2 separate regions of the Dromaius novaehollandiae genome follow, and region 1 is linked to region 2. The links are chromatin contacts, called in public Hi-C maps. All regions are on one chromosome and are shown on one strand. Each heading gives the region's core, a stretch centred on a gene start, on an enhancer-like site or on the middle of the called end of the contact. The rest is flanking DNA. Distances are from core to core; before and after follow the strand shown. Region 1 holds the start of FCHSD2 (FCH and double SH3 domains 2). Region 2 holds the start of RPS3 (ribosomal protein S3).

Evidence for each region. A called contact is a pair of places that touch in the nucleus more often than the background predicts.
Region 1: a Hi-C map of brain shows a contact between it and region 2, with 4 times the contacts expected there. The contact joins the promoter of FCHSD2 here to the promoter of RPS3 in region 2. A contact is called at or near these places in 2 of 4 Hi-C or Micro-C datasets (brain and ovary).

What each region holds. Positions count from the first base shown.
Region 1 is chr1:216,817,068-216,823,644 of bDroNov1.hap1, reverse strand. FCHSD2 (FCH and double SH3 domains 2) reads left to right here and starts at 4,922. Exons shown (of 20, transcript XM_064505231.1): 1 at 4,922-5,108. The coding sequence starts at 5,088.
Region 2 is chr1:216,647,460-216,654,734 of bDroNov1.hap1, reverse strand. It overlaps RPS3 (ribosomal protein S3), which reads left to right and starts at 2,976. Exons shown (of 7, transcript XM_026097953.2): 1 at 2,976-3,094; 2 at 3,513-3,643; 3 at 3,902-3,995; 4 at 5,267-5,361; 5 at 6,203-6,390. The coding sequence starts at 3,065. LOC112981942 (small nucleolar RNA SNORD15) reads left to right here and starts at 7,170; the gene lies at 7,170-7,275. LOC112981943 (small nucleolar RNA SNORD15) reads left to right here and starts at 5,749; the gene lies at 5,749-5,895.

The DNA.
Region 1 (6,577 bases), core at 3,673-6,172, 170 kb before region 2:
AAGCCCTGCTTCTGCATGCGAGGGCTTCTCTGGTTGGTGGGAAGGGGGCAAGGACATGCTGCCATCCCAGGAGACATGGAGGTGGCAATGCATTCTGCCTGGGCCTTCTCTGGTGATGGTGGTGGACCAAAAATGGTTTTCAAGTGCCAGGCCAGCTTGGTGAGCCCGGGCTCTTTTGCATCCTGGATGAGCCCTGCTGGGAAAAGAGGCCCTGAGGATGCAGCCCAGGAGGCCATGCCTGCTGCCAAAATAGTCCAGGATGGTTGCTGGGCGCCTCTCTGAGGCTCTTCTTGGGTCTCACCTGCCCTTGTAGTATTGGTGACCTTCCCTCCCCTGCTCCTGAAATGCTGCTGGTGTAATGCAACTCTGCATTACCAAGTGACCACCAAACCTGGTGGGCTTGCACTTTGTGGGCTGGATCCTGCCTGCTCACTCCCAGACTCCCGGGGCTCAGACCATGGCAGCCCCACAGCGTGCAGATTCAGTCCCAGCTGGTGGCTAAAGTGGCAGTGAGCTGTCACTTGCAACCTCTGGGCAAAGTCCTCATCTCGCGTGGGTCCCCTCCTTGCTTCCCCCCATCTGCTCACCAACTCTGAGACGAGCTCACAGGATGGGAGACAACGCTGGTGGTGTCCAGCACCGGGACCCAAGACTAATCTTCTGACTTCTCCCGATGGGTCATGCATGCAGTGGGTTCCTCCTGCCTCCGTGGAGCCTTACGTTCATGTCTGGTCATGAGCACCCAGGAAAGGAGCAGGAAAGCTGCCAATGCTTTGGGGAGAAGAAAAAAAAAAAAGTCTTGCCAAGCCTCCCTGCTTGGAGATATTTACTTTGGGCAATGTGTTCTCATGGAAATTAATCCCTGTCCCACCCACCAGGTATGGTAAACATTACAAAGGAGGAATGGGGAGAGGCCAGGAGAGCTGAGCACGAGGAACAAGGCAGGCTGGGTGCACTAATGCCTCCTGCACCAAAATGCGGTGGAACAGGCCCAAGCAGGATGTGGCAGGGCCGCGGCTGGGTGTGGGCTCTCTTCCAGCCCCTGCTAACTGCTCTCCTGGACCTTTACCCCCATGGCAATCTCAGCTGTAGGATGCTCCGTTCCACCTGAGTTTAACCTGGAGGAGGCTGGTTTGGCCCCTGGGCTCCTGTAGAGCCACTTCAAGGTTTCTTCAGCTTGCACCAAGCTATAGCAAGCTCCAAAGAGTGATTCCCCCAAGCTGGGGAGTGCCAGAGCGTGCAAAACGCCCAGGAGGCTCAAGCAAGGCCTCCACGTTAACCCCATGGAGCTGGATGGGCCAAATATCCCTGCAAATGCTGATGTTTTGGAGTCTCCCCGTGTGTTTGGGCATGGCACTGACTGCAGCCATCTACCAGTGCAGTACTCAGAGCTGGGAACATGCCAGACTCGGGCAAACTCTTCTGCACAGTCCCACCTCTGCTTGGTTGGACAGGAGCACGCAACCCAGTGCATGGATCAACCACGTCTTTCTCCTGACCCTCTCACTCCAAACGCACTGCTTGAGTGGGTGGCAGAGTCAGGTCTTGACTTAGACGGCAACGTCTATGCTCCCAGGTAGCCCACCAGAAACACAATGTTATGAGGTTGGGGAGTATGTGGAGATACCCAAAACCCAGCTGGGGTTTGGGAACCCAGAACTGGTTCTAGGTGACCCATCCTGAGCAGGGGGGTTGCACTAGATGGTCTCCAGAGGTCTTGTCCGACCTCAACTAGTCCGTGATTATCTCTACCTGTTAAGCCATATGATGCTATGGCGGCTCCCAAAACCTCCACTAATGGTACGGCAGAGGCACGAAGAGCTACTCCGAGGAAGACCCCTCCACAGAAGTGTGAATCTTATCTTTCCTGATCCGTATAATCTCTTTTGCATGGCAGAGGGGCAAAGTTTGAGCAATCTCAATGGTTATCTTCTGCCGTCCTGTACCACGATCCTGGTCGTATGCAACGCAGGAGCGCGGGCAGCTGCAGGGCGGGAGGAGACGGAAAAGCCGGCGGCGGATCGGCCTCCAAGCGTGGCAGGAGCCGTGGGCTCGACTCCCTGCTCGCCCGGCCCATTGGGAGCCCGGGGCTGGCAGGGTGCAGGCAGGGGAGGGGAGGGCTGTGGCATCCCCCAGAAGGTCATGCTTGACTATCAAGGATAATTTCTTCTTTCTTCCTTCCTCTCTTGTTCTTTTTCTCTCATTCTTTCATTCTTCATCAAGCTTTCTAGTTTCCCTTCCTTCTTTCCTTCTTTTCTTTTCTTTCCTTTTCTTCCTCTTTCTTCCCTTTTCTTCCCTTTCCCTTCCTTTCCTTCTTTCCTCTCCTTTGCTTTCCTCTTTCCTTTTTTTCCCTTTCCCTTCCTTTCCTTCTTTCCTCTCCTTTTCTTTCCTCTTTCCTTTTTTTCCCTTTCCCTTCCTTCTTTCCTCCCTTTTTTCTTCCTCGTTCCCTCCCTTTCCGTTCCTTCTTTCCTCCCTTTTTTCTTCCTCTTTCCCTCCCTTCTTTCCTTTTTCTTCCTCTTTCCTCCCTTCTTTCCTTTTCTTTCCTTTTTTCTTCCTCTTTCCTCCTTTTTCTTCCCTTCCCCTTCCTTTCTTTCCTTTTTTCTTCCTCTTTCCTCCCTTCTTTTTCTTCCCTTTCCCTTCCTTCTTCCCTTTTCTTCCCTTTCCCTTCCTTCTTCCTTTCCTTCCTTCCTTCTCCCTTTCATTCCTGTTCTCTCATTCCTTCATTCTTTCTCCATCTCTCATTCTTTCTTTTCCTCCTTCTTTTCTTTCCTTCCCTCTTTTTTCCTTTTTTCTTTCCCTCCGTTTTTCTTTCTTTCCTTCTTTCTCTATCTATCAATCACAGCTGTGAAGCATTTCCTTTCCCGCACGCTCACGCCCAGCGCAGGACGCAGCCGTCCCGTGCGGCTCCGTCGGCCGCACCGTGGCCCGAGCTCGGCAGATCCGCCGGGATCCCATTTCTCCGGGAACCTGGAGCACGAGGATGAGCCCTGGTCTGGGGTGCGGCGGGCTCCTCCTGCACCACGCTCGCACCTCCCTGCGCTCCACAGCTGCGGCCTCCCCGGGCATCATGCTCGCACCCCCCCCATGCAACACACTCACAGCCCCCCCCATGCACCATGCTTGCAGCCCCCCCGTGCACCACGCTTGCAGCCCCCTCCCCTGTGCAACACACTTGCAGGCCCCTTCCCCGTGCAGCACGCTCACAGCCCCCCCAGGCACCACGCTTGTGGCCCCCCCCCGTGCACCACGCTCGCAGCCTCCCCGTGCACCACCACCACAGGCCCCCCCCTCAGGCAACACACTCACAGCCCCCCCACGCACCATGCTCGCAGGCCCCCTCACCATGCACCATGCTTGCAGCCCCCCCTTGTGCACCACGCTCGCAGCCCCCCCCATGCAACACTCTTGCAGCCCCTCTGTGCATCACGCTCACAGCCCCCTCTTGTGCACCATGCTTGCTGTCCCCCCCCCTTGTGCACCACACTCGCAGCCCCCTCCCTTGTGCAACACACTTGCAGCCCCCTCCCTTGTGCACCACACTTGCAGCCCCCTCCCTTGTGCAACACACTTGCAGGCCCCTTCCCCGTGCAACACGCTCGCAGCCCCCCCATGCACCGTGCTTGTGCCCCCCCCATGCAACACACTCGCAGCCCCCCCATGCACCATGCTTGTGGCCCCCGCCCTGCAATATGCTCGCAGCCCCCCCATGCACCGTGCTTGTGCCCCCCCATGCACCACGCTCGCGGCCCTGCCATGCACCGTGCTTGTGCCCCCCCATGCAACACACTCGCAGCCCCCCCATGCACCATGTTTGTGGCCCCCCCCGTGCAATATGCTCGCAGCCCCCCCATGCACCATGCTTGTGGGCCCCCCCCGTGCAATATGCTCGCAGCCCCCCCATGCACCATGCTTGTGGGCCCCCCCCATGCAACACGCTCGCAGCCCCCCCATGCACCATGCTTGCAGCCCCCCCGTGCAATATGCTTGTGGGCCCCCCCCGCAACACGCTCGCAGCCCCCCCGTGCACCATGCTTATGCCCCCCCATGCAACACACTCGCAGCCCCCCCATGCACCATGCTTGTGCCCCCCCATGCAACACGCTCGCAGCCCCCCCATGCACCATGCTTGTGCCCCCCCATGCAACACGCTCGCAGCCCCCCCGTGCACCATGCTTGTGCCCCCCCATGCAACACGCTCGCAGCCCCCCCATGCACCATGCTTGTGCCCCCCCATACAACACACTCGCAGCCCCCCCATGCACCGTGCTTGTGCCCCCCCATGCAACACGCTCGCAGCCCCCCCATGCACCGTGCTTATGCCCCCCCATACAACACACTCGCAGCCCCCCCATGCACCGTGCTTGTGCCCCCCCATGCAACACGCTCGCAGCCCCCCCATGCACCATGCTTGTGCCCCCCCCATGCAACACGCTCGCAGCCCCCCCCATGCACCATGCTTGTGGCCCCCCCATGCAACACACTCGCAGCCCCCCCATGCACCGTGCTTGTGGCCCCCCCGTGCACCGTGCTTGTGGCCCCCCCCCACAACATGCTCGCAGCCCCCCCGTGCACCACGCTCGCGGCCCCCGCCCTCCCCCAGCGGCGCGCGCCCCCGAGCCCGGCTCGGCGCGCGCCACCGCCGCCCTCGGCACGGCGCCCCCCCGCGGGCGCAGACGGGACAGGAGCGGCGGCGGGGGCGTGGCCGCGCGCCGCTCCGCTCTCTCCTCGCCCGCAACTCTATGGTTGGCCGCTCTAGGCGGCGCGGAGGGCGCGGCGGCGGCGCGGCACCCCCTCGGCGGGGCGCTCCCGAGCCGCTTTTCGCCTCCCGGCTCCTTTTTTCTCGCTCTTTTTATTTTTTTGACGCTCCCCCCCCCCCCCCCCCGCCCCGAGCCCGCCCGCGCCGCCCGGCCCCGCCCTCGCTGCCCGCCCCGGCCCTCCCCGCCGCGCGGGCCGCACTCGGCGGTGCCCGGCAGCCAGGCGGCCTCCGCGCCCCGCCGCGCCCGCGCCCGGCCCCGCCGCCTCCCGCCGCCGCGGCCGCCTCCTGCCGCCGGCGGGGCGGAATTGATGTGGAGACCCAGCGCGGCACCATGCAGCCGCCGCCGAGGAAGGTGAGGCCTCGCCGGGCCGGGGGGCGACGCCGGGGCGGGGGGGGCAGGGGCAGGGTGTGGGGCTGGGGGGCCTGGGGCAGGCGGCCTGGGGGGGCTGGAGCGGGGTAGTTGGGGGGCCTGGGGCAGGGTATGGGGCTGGGGGGGGCTGGGGCAGGGTAGTTGGGGGGCCTGGGGCAGGCTATGGGGCTGGGGGGGGCTGGGGCAGGGTAGTTGGGGGGCCTGGGGCAGGCGGCCTGGGGGGGCTGGAGCAGGGTAGTTGGGGGGCCTGGGGCAGGCTATGGGGCTGGGGGGGCTGGGGCAGGGTAGTTGGGGGGCCTGGGGCAGGCTATGGGGCTGGGGGGGGCTGGGGCAGGGTATTTAGGGGGGCTGAGGCAGGGTATGGGGCTGGGGGGCCTGGGGCAGGTTATCTGGGGGGGCTGGAGCAGGGTAGTTGAGGGGGCTGGGGCAGGGTATGGGGAGGGGGGAGTCCGACAGGGGCTGGGGGGGGCTTGGAGGGGGCTGGGGCAGGTTATGGGGTGGGGGGGGCTTGGGAGAGCTTGGGCAGGATATGGGGGGGGCTTGGGGGGACTAGGGGGGAGGCTTGGGGGGGCTGGGGCAGGATATAGGGTGGGGGGGCTGGGGCAGGGTATGGGGCAGGGGAGGCTTGGGGGGGGCCTGGGGCAGGGTATAGAATAGGGGGGAGCTTGGGGGGGGCTGGGGCAGGGTATGGGGCAGGGGAGGCTGTATTTGGGGAAGCCTGGGCAGGGTTGGGGGGCTGGGGGGGGGAGAGGGAGGCAGTGGCTGCAGGGAGATGGGTCTGTGTGTGGATGGGGGGGGGGGTTGGGGGCAGGAGGCAGTGGGGCCGGCTGGGCTGTGGGGCAGCGCTTGGGTGATGCCGGGGCAGCGGCGGTGGGGGCAGGATGGGGCATAAGGGGCTGCTCCGGGGGTTGTGGGGCAGGGAGAGGAGCAGAGGGGGCTGGAGGAGCCCGGGGACGGCGTGGGGCACGGCGAGAGGCTGCAGGGGGGGCGAAGGTGGGAGAGGTGGGGGGCAGGGGCTGGTTAGGCCTGTGTGGGGTGCGGGGGGGTGGCAGTGGCTGGACTGAGCCGGAGGAGAGCCGTGGTGGGGACGGCTGGAAGGGGTCACTGGCTCTTCTTGGGGTGCAATGCTGCTTTTAGAGGACTTGGTCGTGTCGGGGTGCCGTGGTGGGCTGATATCAACAGCGACCGGTTATATCGGCGTGGAAGGTCACGTCTGGAGCCGCTGCGAGGCCGTGGGTCGTCCCTGGGGGTGTCAGGAGCGAGAGCAGACAGGGGCAGCCAAGACGGTGCAGCAGAGGTGTGATGGAAACAGTCTGCAAAGGCTGGTTGCAAAGGCTGGTTGCAAACGCTGTGTGGGGTGGGGAGGCTTTTCCGTGTCCCCGTGCTCCGTGGGAATACGGGATGCTTTGCATCACGGCTGCTGGCGTGGGAGGAAACGTAAGGAGCAAGGT
Region 2 (7,275 bases), core at 1,727-4,226:
CAGCCCTCAAAGCTGGGATCAAGGTGGGGGGTTACTTCCAAGGTATCTCAGACCCACACCAACTCATTGCATTTACAGCTTAGGAAAATATATAGCAGACAATTTATGCAGCTTTAGGAAGGGCTCAGCACCTTTGCCATCTGGATGTGGGCTGGCTTGGCCTCACTGTGTCCAGGGGATTTCTAAAGCAGGTGACAGTCCAGGTGATGCTGGCAGAAAAGAGCTTCCAGGAGTTGATACAGTGCCTAAGTGGGTATCTCTGTCCATGCTACATAAGTCCAGTCTAAGTCCTGGACCCCCAGAACTCCCCAGCTCCATCCCTGGTCAACCCAGCCTGGCCTCAGTCTCAATCCCCAGGGCAGAGACTCGGAGGAAACCGATGGAGCTGTGGCTCCAAATTTTGACCGAACGGAAGTCCTTGTTGGGACTAGCATTGCAGGAGGCCAAGGAGAGGAGTTGTAACTGGCACTCGAGGAGCATGGAGATGAAAGGGGAGAGGGGTCGGGGCTGCTGGAGAGACAAGTGAGATCAGAGTGGTGTTTTTGCAGCTCAGAAAGGACCAGAGGGAGGGGAAGGAGCCAGCTGAAGGCAGGCGAGTCAGGTATGATGTCTGAACACACCAGAAGTGAGAAGAAGGTGCATATGGTGATGAAGCCTCCCAGCAAGAGGGGACACCAGCATCTGCCCCTGCAAATGGGACTGCGGGTCCTGGCATTGCCCAGCTGCTCCGGACAGGCTGTCTCGTCAGCGTCTCAGCTATCTCTGAAGTCCTGGACAAATAAATCCCTGGGGAAGAGGGGAGGAGGGAGATGAGAACAGAAGCCTTTTCCTACTCTGGAGAGCGTCTGACATCTAGTGGCAGGATAGTCCTTTCCCTGGCAAAGAAGAGAGCTGCTTCCTCTAAGCACTGCTGCCTCCCTCTCACCCCCATGGGCCATGCTGGGGGTGCATGTTTGAAGGTGGGGGTGTGTTACCAGCACTGTACTGGTCATACTGGTATTCTCTGCACAGCTCACCTGGCTAGGTCTCAACTAGACAACAAAACGGTGCCAGGACCATCCCCAGGCCCTGAAATGCCATCATTCAGGCACTGACACTGTTAACAGGGCCCGGGGAAGGGGGGGGAGGGCGTGTTGTTGGCACAGGCCACTAGCACCCTTCTGAGCAGGGTTCAGGAGGCAGCACAGGCCAAGGACCTTCTCAGTGGTTGCCTGCGTGAGGCCACCCTATCCTTGGGAGAGAGCGTAAGCAGCCGGAAAAGGGCTGGGCCATGCCAGATGCCCTGACAACATTCCCCGGGGATTCAGAGTGAGTGGCTGAGGTCTCACTCTGCTTTTCATCCTCCCTTTGAGGGCTGGTGCCAGCTCCAGAGAAGAGGTGTCCACTCCACTTGCAGTTCCCAGAGTGACACCGTTTGCAGCCCAACAGGTTATGCGAACCTGGCCTTTACTCATTGACTTTGAGCAAGAAAGCCAGAAAATGCAGGCACTCTGGGAAGTCCTTGCTGTCATGGTGGTGGCAACCTCTCTTGGTGGGGACATGGGGACTGGTCATTGGTCTACCATCTAATTTCAAACCACCACCAGTCCTAACCTGCGACCTGCTGCTGGTCACCTACCTACAGACAAGAGAGCAGTCATACTGGCTCAGAAGAAAGTTAGTCCAGAATTTCTATCTGTGGCCAAAGCAAAGGGAAAAAAATATGTCTAGAGAGACAAACCGCTATGGCCACCACAGAAGTCTTTAAGTAAGAAATCCCACCCTGCCATTACTAATTAAAACCTGGAGTAAGTGCCCTGTCTGCACAGATTGTGATACTGTCATGAGAAGAAAAAAAATCCATGATAGATCTGCCCCTAAGCAATGATTAAACTATTTATCTAATCATTTGTTTTTGTGGGCCACAACCCCCTCACTCCAGATGCTGTGAAAACACAGAAAAGGTCTGCTACCGTTTGAAGAGCTCATAGTTAGCTATAAAGCACATTCATAGCTAACTATAAATAGTTGATAAGTAATGCTAAGATTTACTTAAAGTAGCAAATTACTGGGATGAAAATAAAGCATCCTAGAGGAGCAAAGTGTTGCTAGTGCTTCCCTGGAAATACCAGAAAGCTGGGAATACCAGGGCAGGCTGGGAATGGCTTTCTCGGTTTTGCAGGGAAGACACAGCTGTGCCCCGTAGCACAAGGTATCCTCACAGCCCTGACTCCCATCCCATGCTGGCAGCGATCTAAAATGAAATAAATAGTGATTTTTGCACTTTTTTTCCTAGTTTGCAGGTTCACAACATGCATTCGGCAGCTGCCAAGAGCGTGCAGCCTCCTCACTAACCAGCCTGTTTTTCCCATGTTGTTTTTTTTTTTTTTTGCGGATTTTGGGGAAGATCCATGGACTTCTCGGGATTGCAATGACAGATGTTTCCTTTAGCTGTGAATGCTGAAAACCAGCAGAGAGGTTAAAAAAGACAAAATAAGGCCTCGTTGGGAGAGCCACCTCCCGAGCCCCATCCAGGCCTCCTGTGTTCAGGAGGGCCTGGGGGCGAACCGAAGCCCCTTCCCGGCCTTCGCTGGCCCCACTGCCGGGCCGGTGTCCCCAGCCCATAGCCATACCCTCCTCGGTGCCCTCTTTTTCCCCAAAAAGCAGTACTGGTCTGGGCGGGCGCTGCCTTCTTGCCTCAGCGCCTCCAGCCCGCTCTGGAGCCCTCCTCGCCTTCAGGGCTGGCGGGCACCATGGCCTGGACAGGAGAGCCTGCCGGGTGGGCCCCCAGCAACAAGTCGGGTGAATTATTTCGCTGCCCACCCGCTTGTGCGTTTCCATAGGCTTTATGGCCATTTTAATGCTGATTCAGGGCGTTCAGCAGGGGGAAAACCCTACCGGGAGCGCTAGGGTTAACCCCCCCCAAGATGGCTGCGGGAGAGGCCGCCGGGAAGACTACATTTCCCATCGGCCGCCGCCCGCCGCCTCACGTGACCGCGCCGGCCCAATGGGAAGCGGCGGAAGAGACATATAGCCCTCCCGCTAGGGCCCGCTCCCTCCTTTCCGCCGGGCGGCGCGACTCAAGATGGCGGTGCAGATCTCCAAGAAGCGCAAGGTGAGCGCGGCGGCCCGCTCCTCCGCGGCGGCGGGGCGCCTCCAGAACGGCCGCGCCGCGCGGGGGGCGGCCCCGGGCCGCGCCGGGGCGGGGCGGGACGGCGGCGGCGCCGGGGCGGCGGCAGGATGGCGGCGGATGCGGCCCGGCGGCGGATGCGGCCCGGCGGGGAACATGGCGGCGGCGGGAGGCCGGCGGGAGGGGAGGGGGCGCGCGAAGGGGGGGTGTGGGGCGAGGGGAAGGCGGCGGGGGGGGGGGCACTGCTAAAACCTGATAAACTGGGTATTTTTTATGTTGTTTATTGAAAAGGGGGGAGACGGGGGTGCAGGGCCCTAGCGTGAGGCTCTGGCTGAGGGTGAAAAAGCAGCTGTGTGCAGGCCTTGTGCTCGAGTGGAGCTTGACTGCGCCCGTTTGCTTTTAGTTCGTCGCCGATGGTATCTTCAAAGCTGAGCTGAACGAGTTTCTGACCCGTGAACTGGCTGAAGACGGGTACTCTGGAGTAGAGGTCCGGGTCACTCCAACCAGGACTGAGATTATCATACTCGCTACCAGGTAACCGAAGTGGTCCTGCTGATTCCCAGGTGCTACATAAAGTTGTATGTGATGCTGCTTTTTCACAAAACAGTTTAAAGTGGTAAATATTATTGTGGGAAGATACTGGGAAAATGATCCTGAAGTGGTCTTCAGTGACGTAGCAGTGTTTAGACTCCTGCTAGTCATCAGTCTGACCTAGGTTAGGTGCTCAGTTCTGAAGCTGTTTGGGCTGCTCACAGGAGACACTTTCCCAGTCACGCTCTGCCTTTTTTCCAGAACGCAGAATGTCCTGGGCGAGAAGGGGCGCCGCATCCGGGAGCTGACGGCTGTTGTGCAGAAGAGGTTTGGCTTCCCTGAGGGAAGCGTTGAGGTAAAACTTTTTCCGATAAAACAGTATTAAGTGGGCTGTGCAGTTAGCTTTGTGTACTGTCTGGGTGGTGTCAGTTGAAATGCGGTTTGTCTCGAAGATAACTTCAGGCCTGTTCTACCTGCTTGCACGCAAGAGCATCACATTAAAATAGAGACTGCTTTGGTCTTGGTGGTATTTTGAGTGCTGTCAGTTTGCCTTGTTTTCTGTGCTTTCCCAACTGGGAGGATCAGAGGAGCAGTTAAAACATTTTTAACTCGTCCGTAAATATTTTAGAAAGAGTATTGCAGTATCAATATTGAGGTAGGAACAAGTCTGCCTGCAACTTTTTTGGTGTTTGTACGTTACCATTATCCTTATTAAATTTCTAATGCTTGTGTCCTTATAAAGAAACTACTTTGGTGTGCAAGGATTTTAAAGATTTTCATCTATGGTACTGTAATGAACTGGACAGTAAAATGACACAACAGTAATTCCCTGGTGTCTTTTGAATGTTTGAAATTTGGTGTCCTCTCTAGTACTTTCCTGTAAAACAAATTACATGGGGGGGGGGGTGTCTGGTTTGAGGTGGTGCTTATATTTATTCTGCTCAGCCAGTGTTGCTGGATCATAATGTACTGTGAAGATTGCTGATCACCTCCAGCAAATGTTTCCATGTATTTATGGTATGAATGCTCACATCCTGAGTTGCGGGCTCTAGGAAGACTGTGTAGATGACTTTTGAATACCTACTTGTTGCTTCCTCTTAAGCATCAGATTTTGGCCTCTTAGAGATGGTAGATTAAACGCACATCACTCTCCCAGATCCCCAGTTCTTTTTTGATTTTTCCATGTTGGCTAAAGCCAGCTGCTTCAGTTTAGGGCACACTGCATTTGAAGCTGTTGTCAGGTGATTTAAGCAAACTTACTTATTCTGTGTATTGCTGTAAATCTGCAATGCAAGAGCAGTTCTTGGGACTGTCTGGATACTTGTGTCTCTGGGGTTACTTAATGTTTTGGGGCTGTTTGGAAGCAGCAACTCTTGAGACCGCACCAGGCATGTTTTAATGGTCTCCTGACATTTGATGGAGTATCATTAGTGTGTCTCTGCTCTGTCAGGGGACGAAGGTTGTTAAAAGAAGTGGTGTGTCTGATGGTAAAGCTTCATGGAAAGACAAATCAAACTGCAGATAAAGGACAGGAGGACAGAGTAGTATGAAACTCTTGTGATCTGTTAAATTAAAAGTATTTTGAAATGTAGATCTGTTCCTGAGCATGCTGCTTTTTCTTTGTAGCTCTATGCTGAGAAGGTGGCCACGAGAGGTCTGTGTGCTATCGCTCAGGCAGAGTCCCTGCGGTACAAGCTTCTGGGAGGTTTAGCAGTGCGTCGGTGAGTAGAGCAATGTAAATGTGATGGCACGGTGAGGAGTCCTGGGATTCAAATACCATTTTGAAAAAACTCCTTACCAACATGTCTTTAGTTTGAAAAGTGAAGCTGATATTAGTAAACCTGGAGCGGGCAGTTCATATTTTTGTTACTGTTATCGTATGCAAACTTTTTGACTAATATACAGTTACTTTCAGTAATAATTACTTAATACTTTGTTTCAAAAGCAAACTTTGAAGTTTTAGAGTAGATGAAATTAAAAATTGTCTGACTGGTGAGCATAAAGCTTGTGTTTACTTCTTTGTGAATAAATGGTGGGCGGGGGGAGTGAAACACAATTTCACGCCTTCCGGCTGAATTCAGGTAACGGTGGCCTTGCTTCTCAGATCCCTTCGGTGATGATAAGATGACAAGTCAGAAGGGGGTGGCTCCTGTTGAGTGGTACCTGCAGTGTCATGTTCTGTGATGCTGTGTATGGTTCTTTAGCAGGAGCATCCTGTCAGCATTGAATGATTTAGAGGCATTTGTCTGAGAAGGGATGGTGTGCGAGACTCTTGATGTGGATGGGTTGGTCACCTTCAGCTGCGGAGCTGCTCTTGTCCCGCTGAGAACGTGTGCTTGTCACTGTGCCCGCAGTCTTACAAGGATCATAAGACACAGACATTGTGTTACGCTGGGTTTGATGCTGCTAAACTGGTGTGAAGACTTTGCTGCTTTGCATAACATTGACATAGCTTTGCTTGAAATCTGGTGTAAAATGCCAGTGCAGAGCCATGTGGATTTGGCAGAGATCTGCTGAGTCCGTGGGACTAACCCAGCTGGCGTTGCTGCTCTCTCCTGGTAGAGCCTGCTATGGTGTCCTCCGCTTCATCATGGAGAGCGGTGCCAAGGGTTGCGAGGTGGTTGTCTCTGGCAAACTCAGAGGTCAGCGTGCCAAGTCCATGAAGTTCGTGGATGGCTTGATGATCCACAGTGGAGACCCGGTGAATTACTATGTCGACACAGCTGTGCGTCACGTCCTTCTCCGGCAAGGTGAGTGGCTGGGATGCAGGTGCCTTTGCAGTTGATTTCCTATTTCAGTACTTCAGAGCCAGAAAATCTGAACTGCTGGCAACTTGTACCTGCAGTTTGGAGGTTTTCCTTGTTCAGCCATGAGGTGGTAACTCACATGACTTTGATGCACTGCTGGTCTTGTAGAGTGTTTCAGTTGTTGTGACTGAAAATCTGTTGCTTTCTCAAGCTCTTGAGGCTAAACTCTGACTAGCAGAGTTTGTTCATTACACCTAAAGTAGACCTTTATTTGCACTTGTGCTATGTGAATGGAAAATAGAGAAGGGACCTTGAGCAGGCAACAGGGCTTTGTTTAATGATCGCAGGTCATCTGCTTTTCTAGTGGTGGGGTTTGAGTGTTTCTAATTGAAAATTTGGCTTTAGATTTTCCAAGTGCTCTGATTTATGTCCCATGGCTTCTGAGGATCATAGCAACACAACTTACAAATGGGGAAGGAAATCGTATTGACTGGGTTGAAGAGCTGTTGGCAGTTTGGATTTTGGTTTTCTTGGCTCCCAGGGTTGGGCAGGCAGAATATAGGTGCTATAAGACCCATAAAAAGAGCAGGTGTCAGTGACACTTCTCCCCAGTAGCTCTACTCTATCAAATCTTCCCAGCTAAACCAGCCAAGCCTGCTTATGCTTGTCCTTCCGTCTGGTAAAACACAAGAGAAGCGACTGCATCTTAATTGGCATTGGGTCACTTAATTGCAGAACCTTTGTAGGTGTGCTAGCATATACAGAACTATTCTTCACCATCCCTTCAGTGATGATACGATGACGAGTCAGAAGGGACGTCCTTGCGTGAGCGTAGCCTGGTCGGTGCCACGTTCTGTGGCGCTGCGCTAAGGCTGCCTTGGGCAGGAC